2 separate regions of the Mus musculus genome follow, and region 1 is linked to region 2. Evidence: chromatin contacts called from public HiChIP or PLAC-seq data. All regions are on one chromosome and are shown on one strand. Each heading gives the region's core, a stretch centred on a gene start, on an enhancer-like site or on the middle of the called end of the contact. The rest is flanking DNA. Distances are from core to core; before and after follow the strand shown. Region 1 overlaps Gm31889 (a long non-coding RNA gene). Region 2 overlaps Tbc1d1 (TBC1 domain family, member 1).

Region 1 (6,867 bases), core at 3,258-5,757, 550 kb after region 2:
GGAAGGAAGGAAGGAAGGAAGGAAGGAGAAAGAGAGGAAGGAAGAAAGGAGAAAGAGAAGAAGGATAGAAAGTTGGGAGCACCTCTATCCAGTAACATAGAGAGCACAGACTCATGCCCTCAGGAAGAAACAATGCCTCATAGAGAATGGCTGGGATTTGGTTGGTTGGCTGATTGGTTGATTGGTTGGTTGGTTGGTTGGTTGGCTGGCTTGAGTTCTTTTTCTTTCAGGACTGGATATCAAACCCAGTACTTCATACCCACTAACCAAGTTCCACTGTGCTACTGCCCAGGTCCCTCTAAGACAGACTTAATTCTAAGCAGAAACAACAACCGCCAAGATGAACAGCAGTTTCTTCTGACCCTGCTCTTTCTCAGGTGAACCTGGGGCTGGGTGGGGAAGGGAGACCCTGCAGAGGAGAGTACCAGGCACTGAACTGTCACAAACTCAGGCAGTGATGAGTGAGAGGCTGCCCAACTCTTGTTACTTAATGGAGCTGTCTTCCTGGGTCTAGGTGGGCTCTAACTCTGCTCTCCAGGTTCCCCGGAAGGGTCAGCTTAGCCACTAGGTGGCCATCTTCTAAACTATCATTCTTTATAATCAGCCAAGAGAACAAAAGAAAAAGGCTAGCCCCAGTTTAAGGAGCACAAAGGGCATAGTGACAAGAAAGCTAGTCGATACTTTCCAATTACCACAGCCTCTTTCAGCTCTAGCCAGATGTGCAACAGAGCTATGTTTGGGGAAAATTAGCCTCCTTGAAGTGCATAGGTCAATGGGAGAGAGAGAGAGAAAGAGAGAGAGACAGACAGACAGACAGACAGACAGACAGACAGATGGGCTGTGGATTCCACCTATAACAGCCTTTTCAAGGTAGAAGCATAAATCATGCCCTTTTATGAATTAGCACATCTATAACACGCATTGAGTATCCCTAATCCAGAGTGCTCAGAACCAGAAGTGCTTTTTATCTTTCAGATTTTCTTTCAGAGTTTGGAAATTTAAACACAGACTGTCCATGTTTATGCTTCCAGTGATGACAGGATCTAGGAAAGGGACCTCAGGCCAATCCCCCGGAGGATCATTGCAATTACAGTAAGTAACGTGGGAAGGCCCTAGTTCACAGTGGGCGGGCACTGGCACTCACTGTTCCTTTGTTTCTTCTTCATATGATGTGTGTGTACAAGATATGTGTGTACATGTGTGTGCACGTAGGATGTATGCCTGGTGTGTGTATGTTTGTGTATGTGTGCATATGATGTGTATGTATGACAAGTGTGTCCATGGTATGTATGTGTGCACGGTGCAAGATGTGTGTGTACATGATGTGTGTGAGTGATATGTGTGTACATGGTGTGTGCCTGTATGATGTGTGTAGGACAGATGTGTTCATGATATGTGTGTGAGCATGGCGTGTGTGTATGCATGATGTATTAAGAGCTATCTTACTAGCCCATCCTTTGTTTTTTGACTATTGGTGTAATGTCATCAGCTGCTTCAAGCTCATGCTGCCTTGATTCCCCCACCATGGTGGACCATATCTTGACTGTAGGGTAGAATAAACCCTTTCTCTCTTCAGTACATTATGTAATTCAGATGGCAGAAATGTGTGTGTATGCATTATGTGTATGTGTGTGCATTATGCGTGTGTGCAATGTGTGTGTGTGGCATGTGGTGTGCTGTGATGTACATGTGTAGCTGAGAGGACAACACTGTGGAGTTGGTTCTCTCCTTCCACACTTTAGTGTGGCTTGGGGCATTGGATTCAGGTCTCCAGGTTTGCCTGCCAGTGTCAGTACTCAGTAAGCCGTCCCGCTAGCCTGCCAGTGTCTGTACCCAGTAAGCTGTCCCGCTTGCCTGCCAGTGTCCGTACCCAGTAAGCTGTCCCGCTTGCCTGCCAGTGTCCGTACCCAGTAAGCTGTCCCGCTTGCCTGCCAGTGTCCGTACCCAGTAAGCTGTCCCGCTTGCCTGCCAGTGTCCGTACCCAGTAAGCTGTCCCGCTTGCCTGCCAGTGTCCGTACCCAGTAAGCTGTCCCGCTTGCCTGCCAGTGTCCGTACCCAGTAAGCTGTCCCGCTTGCCTGCCAGTGTCCGTACCCAGTAAGCTGTCCCGCTTGCCTGCCAGTGTCAATACCCAGTAAGCTGCCCCACTGGCCCGTTCTTTGCCTTTTGGCTGTTGACGCAATGTGACCAGCTGCTAAAGGTCCTGCTGTCTCGACTGCCCACCATGATGGCCTTCTCTCGACTGTAGGGTAAGATTAAACCCTTCCTCTCCTACATTGTTTGTGTCACAGCAACAGGAAGTGGAACTGAGTTTCAAATGCATCCTATACTCATGGCCTTAAGGGAACTTTATCCAGTATTTTATTTGTTATTATTGCTTTTGTTATTATTTGTGGTATTTGGGGGGGGGTCAAACTTACAGCCATCCAAATGGTGGCCAAGCACTCTACCCCTATTTATATTTTTGGCATGCTGTCAGGAGCAGACTTCTCCATTTTGGACATTACATTGATGTTCAGGGTGTCAGATTTTGTCAGATGTGGTGTCTCACATCTGTAACCCTGCTATACAGGAGGTTGAGGCAAGACAGGATAGCCTGGGCTACAGAGTAAGAGTTCATTTTAGGAAAAAAAAATAATTCTGGAGCATTTCAGACTTCAGGTTTTCAAATGATAGATGCTCAGCCTGATATAGATAAAGGCTATTGTCAGGTGAGCTCCTGCAGATTAGAGTTAAAAGACCACCTGCTTCATCCTACTTGTCTATTTGTTGGGACAGAGTCTCACTGTGTAGCCCTGGCTGGCCTCAAACTCACAGAGATCCTCCAGCCTGTTTCTTGCTGTTTTGGTTTTGAAGAAAGGGTCTTTCTATGTAGATCGTGACCATCCTTCTGCCCCAGCTTCCCAAGTGATGGGACTACAGGTGAGTACCACCGTGCTGGGCTGACTCGCTGAACTGTGAAGGCCAAATAGGTAAATCCACCAGCAGTTTAGACAGCACACGATACATAGCTGGTGCCCAGTAAAAGCCAGCTCTAATAATGAAGCAGTCCTTGGCTGGAGAGATGGCTCAGCGGTTAATAGCATTGACTGCTCTTCCACAGGTCCTGAGTTCAAATCCCAGTAACCACATGGTGGCTCACAACCACCAATAATGAAAACTAATGCCCCTTTCTGGCGTTTCTACAGCATTCACACACACACAAAATAAATAAATAAATATTTAAAAAATGAAAGCAGTCCTCACCCTTAAAGAGGGATCACTGTCTAGATAATCTCTGTTTGTTTTGTTTTGTTTTCTGGTTTTTTCAAAACAGGGTTTCTCTTAGTAGCCCTGGCTGTCCTGGAACTCATTCAGTAGACCCAGTGATCTTTTAACCCTCTAGGATAATTTAGTTTTAGAAACATGAAGGTGTAAGTGGGACGAAATTCCTGAATGTGTGCTACCACTTCTGATGAAGAAAACCCCTAGATCCACCGGCAGCTCTTCTGAATTAGGGGAGAGGGCACCGTTGGGAGAAGAACTGTGTATTTTCAATGGACACTGTGTGGAAAGAGACCGCAATGGCAGACCTCTGACTACTGCTCATTTTTTTCCTTTTGACCTTTACTGAGTTGTTCTGGTAGCTCATCCTCTTCAACGAACAAGTGTAACTACTGATGTGACCACAAGATGGCACTGTAATCCAAAATTTCACAGAGGAAACCCCCCCCCCCCCCCCCCGAAAAAAAACCCTAGGTTCTTTTAAAGCTTTCTTTCCCCCAGGGTTCCTGGAACTGTTGTGTACTGGCAAGTAGAGCAATCTTGCTGAAAGGAAAGCTCTGGTTCTGTAGGTCTGGGTTGAGCCTGAAATGCTGTGTTTCTAACAGGCTCTCAGATTAGCATCTTTTATTAACTCCATCCCTGGTTCTAGGCCAGTTTAGTTTTAATTTCTCTACTGTTACACCTGATCGGAAAGGAGGGAAAACTAAATTGATGGGGAAAGGACTATGCTCTCTGTCTTTAAGAGGCAATGGGGGGGGGGGGGGAGGAGGAGGAAGAGGGAGAGATAAGGAAACCTGGGCGGTCCAATCCCCAAGACCTGTTGCAGCACACACTGCGCCCCACTGCCACCCCAGCACTGACCAGCTGAGCAGGTGCTCTGGTCAGGGTGAGCTGTGCAGAGCGCAGGGTCCTTCTTAGACCTTTCTGGCACAAAGGATTTATTTGAGAATTCAGTACAGGGTTTACAGTAAACAATGCCAGGTTTTTCAGCTAGCACTCCTAAATTCTCCTGTCAAAAGCTAAGCTAGAGATGCCAGCAGAGTCCATACTGGAAAGAGCTAGCCACAGACCGTATGACTGAATGTTAGAGCAGGAAGAGCCGCTTTGCTGATGGCATTATTCTTACATGCACAATCGTTCTATTTTAATACATGAACTTCTGCTTTCCCAAGTGAGAAGGGCTCTCAGGGAATAGCACGTGAAGTGAAACCACTTCTTGTCCACTAGGGCCCTTTGACTCCAGGCAGGCCCTTGCTTCTTGGCAGACACAGGAGTGTGTAGGAGGGAGAGGAGGTTGTTATCAATGGTTCCTGCTATTCTTCTCTGGCAGACTCTGACTTTCTATTTTCTAGATTTGGTTTTTCTCTCCCACCCCCTCCCTCTCCCTCCCCTTCCCCTTCTCCTCCCCCTCTCCCCCTCCCCTCCCCCTTCCTGCCTCTCCCCCTCCCCCTCTCACTCCCCCCCTCCCCCTTCCTTCTCTCCCCCCTCCCCCTCCCCTTCCCCTCCCCCTCCCTCAACTTCCTGTGTAGCTGAGGATGCCCCTGAACTTCTGATACTCCTGACTCTCCTCTCCTAAGTCCTGGAATTATAGTCGTGTGCCACCGTGCTTGGTCGTGTGCTGCTGGCGATAAAACACAGCCCTTCTCAAATCCTAGACAGTCTAGCCCCTGGGTTCCATGCCCAGCTCCCATATCATTTCTTCCCATTTTGTTTCCTTAACATAGTTTAAAACAAAGTTATATGAATAGCTGGCTCTTGGCTATTTATCGGTCTAGTTTAACCTTCGTCCGGCTCCTTACTCAAAAGGCCACGGCTCCTACTTCTTGGAGGCCTAGAGTAAATTAACACTGGGGGTAATGTTCTCCTCTGTCTTCTCCCCCCCCCCCAATTTGCATAAAGCCTACAGCAGACAGTTCTCGCTGTGCACACACGGGGAAGTAAAACCTGGGCTTTTATCTGGGTGTTCTTGACTTCTCTCTAACTGTATGCATGAGCTGACACGTGAAGGGGTGGGGGTGGGAAAGTGGTTTCAGGGTTGGTCAGACTGGGTAAAAGCAGGGCATCTGGAGCTAAGGATATGGTATGCCCTCCCTGTTCTCCCTGGACGGTGAGGAGAGCTCTGTACACGAGCATCTCGCGGCAGACCGGCCCCAGCACACCCATGTGCAGTATTCACAAGTTTTTGTTTTGTTATTCAACATATTATAGGATTCCCATCAAAATATGATGGCTGAATTTTATTGCATGAAAATTGCAGACAATATAATCATTAATTATAAATTCAACATTAGGGCTGGTGAGATGGCTCAGCGGTTAAGAGCACTGACTGCTCTTCCAGAGGTCATGAGTTCAAATCCCAGCAACCAACCACATGATGGCTCACAACCATTCGTAATGAGAAACAAATTTTAAAAAACTCTATGGGCTGGAGAGCGCGGGCCCAGAGAGAGCAGGGCCAGAGAAAGAGGGAGAGGGAAGAAGAAATAAAATAAAATAAAATAAAATAAAAATAAATAAATATAATAAAAAAATAAATTCAACATCAGATTACGGGGTAAAGACATGCCATACCTTTTTAAAGTTTAGAGAGTTCTCAGCCACAGCTAATACCTCCACGGAGAGAATAGAACTTCATGAGCTTGAACCCACAGTGACACTAAATCAAGAATGACATTTCATCCCCTTTCAAGTTTCAGTGAAAGCTATTCAAGGAATTGAATAAAATTCCTTGGTAAAAGAGCTTGCCAGTCCCAAGATCAACTGGTCCCAACTGGCAGAGTAATTATTGTATTTTTATGTTTAAAATCACATTTATTTATTTATGTAGAGAACAGAAGATAACCTATAGGAGCCGGGTCTCTTTCTACCAGGTGGGTCCTGGGATCAAACTCAGGTGGTTAGGCTTGGTGGCAGTCACCTCCACTCACTGAGACAATTCATTGGCCCACAAGTTGTTTCACACTGAATGCTACTGGGTCACTGCCAGTGCCTTGTCTAAAACGAGTCACATAGCCATTGGGGCAGTGGGAGGGGGAGGGGAGGACTAATGATGTCAAGCTGCATAAACCAAATATTCTCCTCTTGGGGCTGCCCCTGTGTGCATGTCCCCTGGGGAAAGTACAGGGCCGTGTGTGTGTGTGTGTGTGTGTGTGTGTGTGTGTGTGTGTGTGTGTGTTATATAGTTTCCCACGTGTAGAAGCAGTTTGATTTAAAAACATGCTTTAATCTGAGTGAACCCCCATCAGGGGCTCCCCTAGGAATCCCATGATATACAAATGAAGAAGAAGAAAGAACAGTTACTTGTGTGGGCCTTGGTCTATAAAATGGTTGCCGTGCCAGGGCAAGGGCCTGACCTGGCTCCCCAGCGTCTGTGGAAAAGCCAGGTGCATAGGTGCATTGCTGGTCTACAAAGTGAGTTCCAGGGCAGTGAGGGCTACACAGAGAAACCGTCTCGAAAAACCAAAAAATCAAGATATTATATATATATATATATATATATATATATATATATATATATATCCTTCTTGTTCTCAGCTTCAGGTGATCCCACACCACATCAGCCAGCAAGAACGGCCTATTGTCAGGCTGCCAACCTTTAATGGAGA
Region 2 (6,078 bases), core at 3,404-5,903:
AGGCACACACAGAAGAAGTGCCACGTTTTTATTTTTAGCAGTTTTCTTTATTGTGTCTATGTGCATACTTGTGCCGTAGCACACGTCTTGATTAGAGGACAACCTGTGGGGTTACTTTCCTTCTACCACTCGGGCCCTGGAGATCAAACTCAGGTTGTCAGCTTAACTAGTGCCTTTAAGACCCACTGAGTCCTCTTGCTGGCCCATGGCATGTTTTATTTTGATAGCAACTTTGTGGAACTAATCAGGATTCTAAGACCCATTTTTAACTCCTTTCCAGGAGGTCACTGTGGGAAGGGTCTGTCCCAACATTTGAGTGACAGGCTAGGGTTGGTGTCTAGAAAGTACCGTGCTCTTGGGAAGTGAGGTTCTATGGTCAGGACAAGCAGCTTTCTTGTTTTTTATTGAAAAAGCATATATTCACTAGACTAAAGGTCGTTATAACTTCTTTTACCTAAATTAGCACTTAAAAACAAAATCACTGTGCATGCTGATACGCACCTTTAAAATCTCAGCACTTGCGCAGGAGGCTAGATGCTTTCTGTGAGGCTAGCCTGGTCTCCACAGCAAATTAGGGGCTGGCTTGGTCTACACAGCGAGCTCCAGACCAGCCAGAGGTACAAACTCCGAGCCAGTCTCAAAAACAAATAAACAAACTAAACACTGCAAAACTTGGTAAGTTGCTGGTTTTTGTTGCAAATATTATCCTAGAACCCAGCTGACTACACTCACTGATCAGAGGTGGTTGGTACTTAAGGCACACTGATGTTACTACCGATCACCTATAGGTCTCGTTCCCTGATGCTGCATATCTGGTTCCGTGGGCCTCTTGTATGCTACCCCTAACTTGTATTCTTTTCCCAGGGCGAACCTTTCCAACACATCCATACTTCTCTGCCCAGCTTGGAGCAGGTCAGCTGTCACTTTACAACATTCTGAAGGCCTACTCGCTTCTGGACCAGGAGGTTGGATACTGCCAAGGTCTCAGCTTTGTGGCAGGCATTTTGCTTCTTCACATGAGTGAGGAAGAGGCGTTCAAGATGCTCAAGTTCCTGATGTTTGACATGGGGCTGCGGAAACAGTATCGGCCAGACATGATTATTTTGCAGGTACCAAGCATCCTTGCGACATAAGTAAAAAGATGCCATTCCTCTATGGGCAGATCTAGGCTCCTGTCCACTGCTGGCTGCTGCCATCTCATCTGTGTTAGGTGTTGCTCTGTGTGCTTCCCATGATGGCTCTCAGGACGATGCTGCTAATTCACTCAGCTTGTAGCCAGGGAAACTGAGGTGCAAATGGATTATGAAGTTGGCCCAGAGCACACAGCTAGAGGTTTTATGTTTTCCTCCTTCCTTCTCTTTCTCCCTCCCTGGAAAGTGGGACTAGAGGTGGAATTTAAATCCAGGCCTGTCTGGCTCTAGGACCTTCCCTCACGTCCCTTCCCTTAGCCTTCTATGGATGTCTCTGGTGCTTCGGACCCTGTGATCTGTTCTGTTTTCTGCCTGGCATCCTCTCTCCATCCACTGTCATCATCCAGGGCTCAGCTCCACTGTCAGGAACTGTATCCCAGAAGCTCCTCCTGCCTGTGCTGGCACTGTCCCTCATTTCCACTCTTGACAGACAGACCATGTCTTGCTACCTTGTCTCATGCCTTCAGGACAACACAGTTCCTGCCATAAACCACCCTAGTTATTTACTTCCTAGCTTCTCATATCCTGATTTCCTTAATGAGAGAAGATTTTGTTGAGTTATACCCCTAGCTGCTAGCAGTTCCTGGAATGGAATAGAAACCCTGTCAGTATTTGATTTATGAGCAAGTTCATCAACAGAAAAGCAAGCTGGGCTGGGTGCTGTAAGCCCACCTTTAGGAGGCTGAGGCAGAAGAATCCAAAGTTGTAGGCTGTCCCGGCCTGTATAGTGAGTTTACCCTATAGGTGAGCGCCATGGAAGGCCCGGTCTCAAAAACAGACAAACAGAAAAGTCTAGATGTAGCGCAGTGGTTGTTTCCCAACCCCTGGTGAAGTCCTGGGTTCCAGCCCCACCTTCCAGGCAGGGCGGGAGGAGGGCCAGACACAACAGTACACCCAGCTCATCAAGCACTGTGCTTGCTGCTTTCCAGAGGTGGAGAAAGCTCTGGGCCCTGATCTGGGAGTATCCAGAGCATTACTTATTAGCTGGTCGTCCATTCATTTCCCAGCAGGGTTCTGTAACTTCAGGGCTTTAGAATGTACCATTGGAGCTAAGGACTTTGTTTGAAAATACCAGGATGCGTTATTAAAAGTTCATTTGGTTTTTCCTGTAAGCTTGAACTATGTGAACATGAATCTCACAAAGGGAAGGCAGCCACTGTGAGACTTGACTCTCACCTGTAGACTGACTCTGGGAGTTGACTGTTGAGCACAGAGAGAGAGGGCTCACTCTCTGGGACCATGATGAAGGGGCCCTTGGTTCACTCCTAGCAGGAGATTTTTGTTCCAAATTCCCCTTGGTTAGAGTTTTTCTAAGAATGTAAGGCAATTGTTTAGATCTTTGCACAGGCAGATGTTTAGGGTCTCTTAGCTGGGGAGCACAAGGGGAGGACGCTGGAGTGGAAGCAGACCCAGCACTAGTGCTCTAGGCTTCTACTGATCAATGGGAGCCTGTTCCCAGGAAGCTTGGGTGGATGCATTAGGTCAGTGGATACTCTAAGCCAAATAGAGAATTGACAGGGCTAAACACCGCCCCCCCCCAATGAGTAAATCTATACATGTAGTTGGTGCTCAGTTCCCAGCCCCTATGGACGTGTGTTCCTACAGATCCAGATGTACCAGCTGTCACGGCTCCTCCACGATTACCACCGAGACCTCTACAACCACCTGGAAGAGCACGAGATCGGCCCCAGCCTCTACGCGGCTCCCTGGTTTCTCACTGTGTTCGCCTCACAGTTCCCACTCGGCTTTGTAGCCAGAGTCTTTGGTGAGCTTCCTCCATCCATCTGCCAGCCAGCGTTCCCCTGTCACAAAGCAGCGTCATTGCTACCCTGGTGGTTTGCTTGGTCTTTATAGCTATATAGTCAAGCTTGGAATGGAGACTTTCAAGTCCTGTTGAACTTTTGATAACCCTGGCCTGGCCTAGGGCAGGTCCCATTAGTCACCTCTCCTACTTTCAAACACATGCAATTACACTTTTACAGATTTATTTTAGAACTTGAGAGGAGATTTGTGTGTGCGCATGTGCACTTATGAATACTTATGGATATGGTAGCCAGGGAGTGATAGCAGGTATCTTCCATTAGCCCTCTCCACATTATATTTGAGACATTGTCTCTCATTTTTTGGCCGGCCAGTAAGCCCTAGAGAATCTCCTGTCTCTACCCCTCCAGACTGGGCTTGCACCATGATACCCAGTTGTCATGTGGTACTAGGGTTCCAAACCCAGGTCCTCTTGCTTATATGGCAAGTGCTTACCATCTCTCCAGCCCCTCAGAGAGCATCTCAAGGGATTGTTCGCAAACAATACACTATTTTGTATATACTTGACTAGACATGATTCCTAAAAATGCTGAAACTTTATGTTTTTAAATTTATGTTTATTTTGTGTATATGTATGTCCCTGTCACGGTGTATGCCATATGTATGCGAGTGTCTGAGAGGCCAGAAAAGTGCTGTGTGTCCTTTGAAATTGGAATTAAGGTAGCGTGAGTGCCTGCCATGGGGTGCTAGGAGTTGAGTTTGTATCCTCTGGAAGAGCAGAGAATTCTCTTAACCGCTGAGCCATCTGTCTGCCCTGAACACTTGTCTTTGAGTAAGCCTTGGCTTCCTTTTCCTCCTCTCCCAGTAGAGTGAGGGACTGTTACCTTTATCTCTTTGTCCACAGGAACCTTTGAAGACTCCCCTCTGTGACTGGAATCTGTATTTTTAAAGTGCTATTACCCTCTTTTGTATAACTCTCTCCCCAGATTGAATTACCACAGTAAGCTAGAGAGTAGAATTTATCTTGCAGTTAGGCAAATTATGAGATTTTATGACATTTAGACCACAGGTAAGAAAAATAAAACCCTTGGGCCAGGTGTGATGACTCACACCTTTAATCCTAGCACTCCAGGAGGCAGAGGCAGGCATGAGTTCGAATCCAGCCCGGTCTACAAAGCAAGTTCCAAGACAGCCAGCTCTGTTATAGAGAGAAACCTGTCTCAAAATAAATAAATAAATAAATACATACATAAATACATAAATAAATGCTTCAAAACAGGGTGCTTGCTATACTGACAAAGAGTTACAGGATGTATCTCTAGCTGTGGGCTTCAGTTCTTGCCAATAACTTCTGAGTTTTTGTTTCCTGTACCTTAGAAATGGAAAAAACAAACAAAAAAACCTGCCCTCACACCCTTCCCCTTTGTCTTAATCTGTTCTCTCTGTGGGTCATGTGAGGACTAGAACGAGGGCAACGGGGGCGGGGAGAGCTGGCTGTTGACAGGCTGAGAACAGCTGAGAAGTTGAATTCCATGGTTTGTGGGGAAACTGCCAAGGGGGCTGCACTGACCACAGACTTAGCTACCAGGGATGAGTGGCAGCCCTGCCTGGGCCAAGCAGAGCTGCCACCTGCAGGGACAGTGCTGGGCTCCAGGGGAGCAGTCTCATTAGGCTGTGTAAGCCGCTGAAGGACTGGGAAAGCAAGCAGCCTCCTCCTCCCTGGAGCTGGGAGCCTTCCTGCCGCAGAATCACTTGGAGCTCTGTGCAGCATGTTCTCGTGACTTAAATTCTAATAATAAAAGCTGAAACCAGTTCAGGCAGGATGTTTTTCTCTGAAGGAGTGATGAGTCTTCGAGTTTTATATACAGTGTGCCTAAAAAATGCCAATGTCTGCAAAATTCCTGGAGCCCACAGCTCCCTGCTGTACTAGTGGGTTCCTGACTGACTAACAAGGGCTCCTGGGAGTGCAGGCAGGAAGCAGGGGCCCAAAGAAGGCTGTGTGCTATGACATCCCACCAGGTGCTTTTGCATAGCCCCCCTCAGCCTGTTCCACTGGAAAGGTAGATTGTCCCAGCTGTTTTCCTCAGCCTGCTTGTTGAGCTCCATACCGTGAGTAGTCTAGTTGCCTGCTTTTGCCATTCAGGCTCTTAGACATTTCTGGCCTGGACTTTTTTCATTATTAGCCTTTAAATCCAGATAAATCCTAAAGCAGGTGAACCTTTGTCGGCAATTCTGTTTACACCTGAATAGACAGTTGCCAATTTGCAGAGTCAACCAGATGACTCAGCAGCTAAGGGCTTTTGCTGCCAGCCATGATAGAACCAACATGAGTTCAGTCCTAACATGAGTTTGGTCCCTAGAACCCACATGGTGGAAGGAGAGAACTGACTCCAGCAAGTTGTCCCTCATCTTCCCATAAGTGTCAGGGCATACATACAAATACAATCAACCAATCAATCAATCAGTCAATGAGTGCAAAGAGATCCCCAGCTTGCACCAACACAGCTCCCATATTAATTAATAGGTCACCACCAAAGAAGGACATGCTTCTTGAGAGGCAGCTTCTGTCAGTGTGTGTGCCTTGACCCCATGGTGAGCACACTGAGCTAGATGTCCGTCCTCTGTCCAGTCCCCATGGCCTCATTTCTAATCTGAGTGGAACAGGGACCTTGGAAGAAACACTTGCCCTGGTGCTGACAAGATGGCTCAGAGGCTAAGAGCACAGATTGCTCTTGCAGAGGATACAAGTTCAGTTCCCAGCACCTCTATCAGGCAGCTCAAAACTGCCTATGATTTTCCATTTGCACAGTTCTGACGACCTCTTTTGGCTTTCACAGTCACCTGCACACACATGCACATAAACACAGGCACATAAATATAAAGTGAAATAACTTTTTTTTTTTAAGAAAGAAAAATAATGTTTACTCTGTTCACCCTCTGACCACATGTGCCTTTGGGAAAAATAGCTGTCTGTCCTGCTGGAGGGGTCGGGCTGCAGGGTTCGGCTCCTGGTTCGTCTGTGGAATGCCCTGCCGGGGAGGCTAAAATGAAGAGGAGTGTAAAGCTGAGGGCTTGACACAAGTCACAGGAGCTTTAGAATGAAAACGGAGTCAGAAATGAGAGTTGT

What was found. HiChIP or PLAC-seq counts read pairs in DNA pulled down with a chosen protein or histone mark.
Region 1: an H3K4me3 HiChIP or PLAC-seq map of bone marrow-derived macrophages shows a contact between it and region 2, with 5 times the contacts expected there. The contact joins two enhancer-like sites. A contact is called at or near these places in 1 of 15 datasets of contacts at CTCF or cohesin (the NIH/3T3 cell line), 1 of 484 Hi-C or Micro-C datasets (bone marrow-derived macrophages) and 4 of 115 datasets of contacts at active chromatin or transcription factors (bone marrow-derived macrophages, embryonic basal ganglia, liver and 1 more).

The regions. Positions count from the first base shown.
Region 1 is chr5:64,879,989-64,886,855 of GRCm38.p6, forward strand. It overlaps Gm31889 (a long non-coding RNA gene), which reads left to right. Exons shown (of 5, transcript XR_001784867.1): 2 at 293-377; 3 at 1,032-1,092; 4 at 6,797-6,867. Among named protein-coding and RNA genes, the nearest start is that of Gm31889, 3.9 kb to the left of the region's middle. Within about 2 kb of position 4,508, at least 181 of the 459 cell types and tissues checked have an H3K27ac peak or open chromatin away from gene starts, as enhancers often do. A contact at or near this core is called in bone marrow-derived macrophages and liver, where this site is marked.
Region 2 is chr5:64,332,483-64,338,560 of GRCm38.p6, forward strand. Tbc1d1 (TBC1 domain family, member 1) reads left to right here. Exons shown (of 22, transcript NM_001310611.1): 18 at 865-1,109; 19 at 2,796-2,955. Among named protein-coding and RNA genes, the nearest start is that of Gm43837, 42 kb to the right of the region's middle. Within about 2 kb of position 4,654, at least 140 of the 459 cell types and tissues checked have an H3K27ac peak or open chromatin away from gene starts, as enhancers often do. A contact at or near this core is called in bone marrow-derived macrophages and liver, where this site is marked.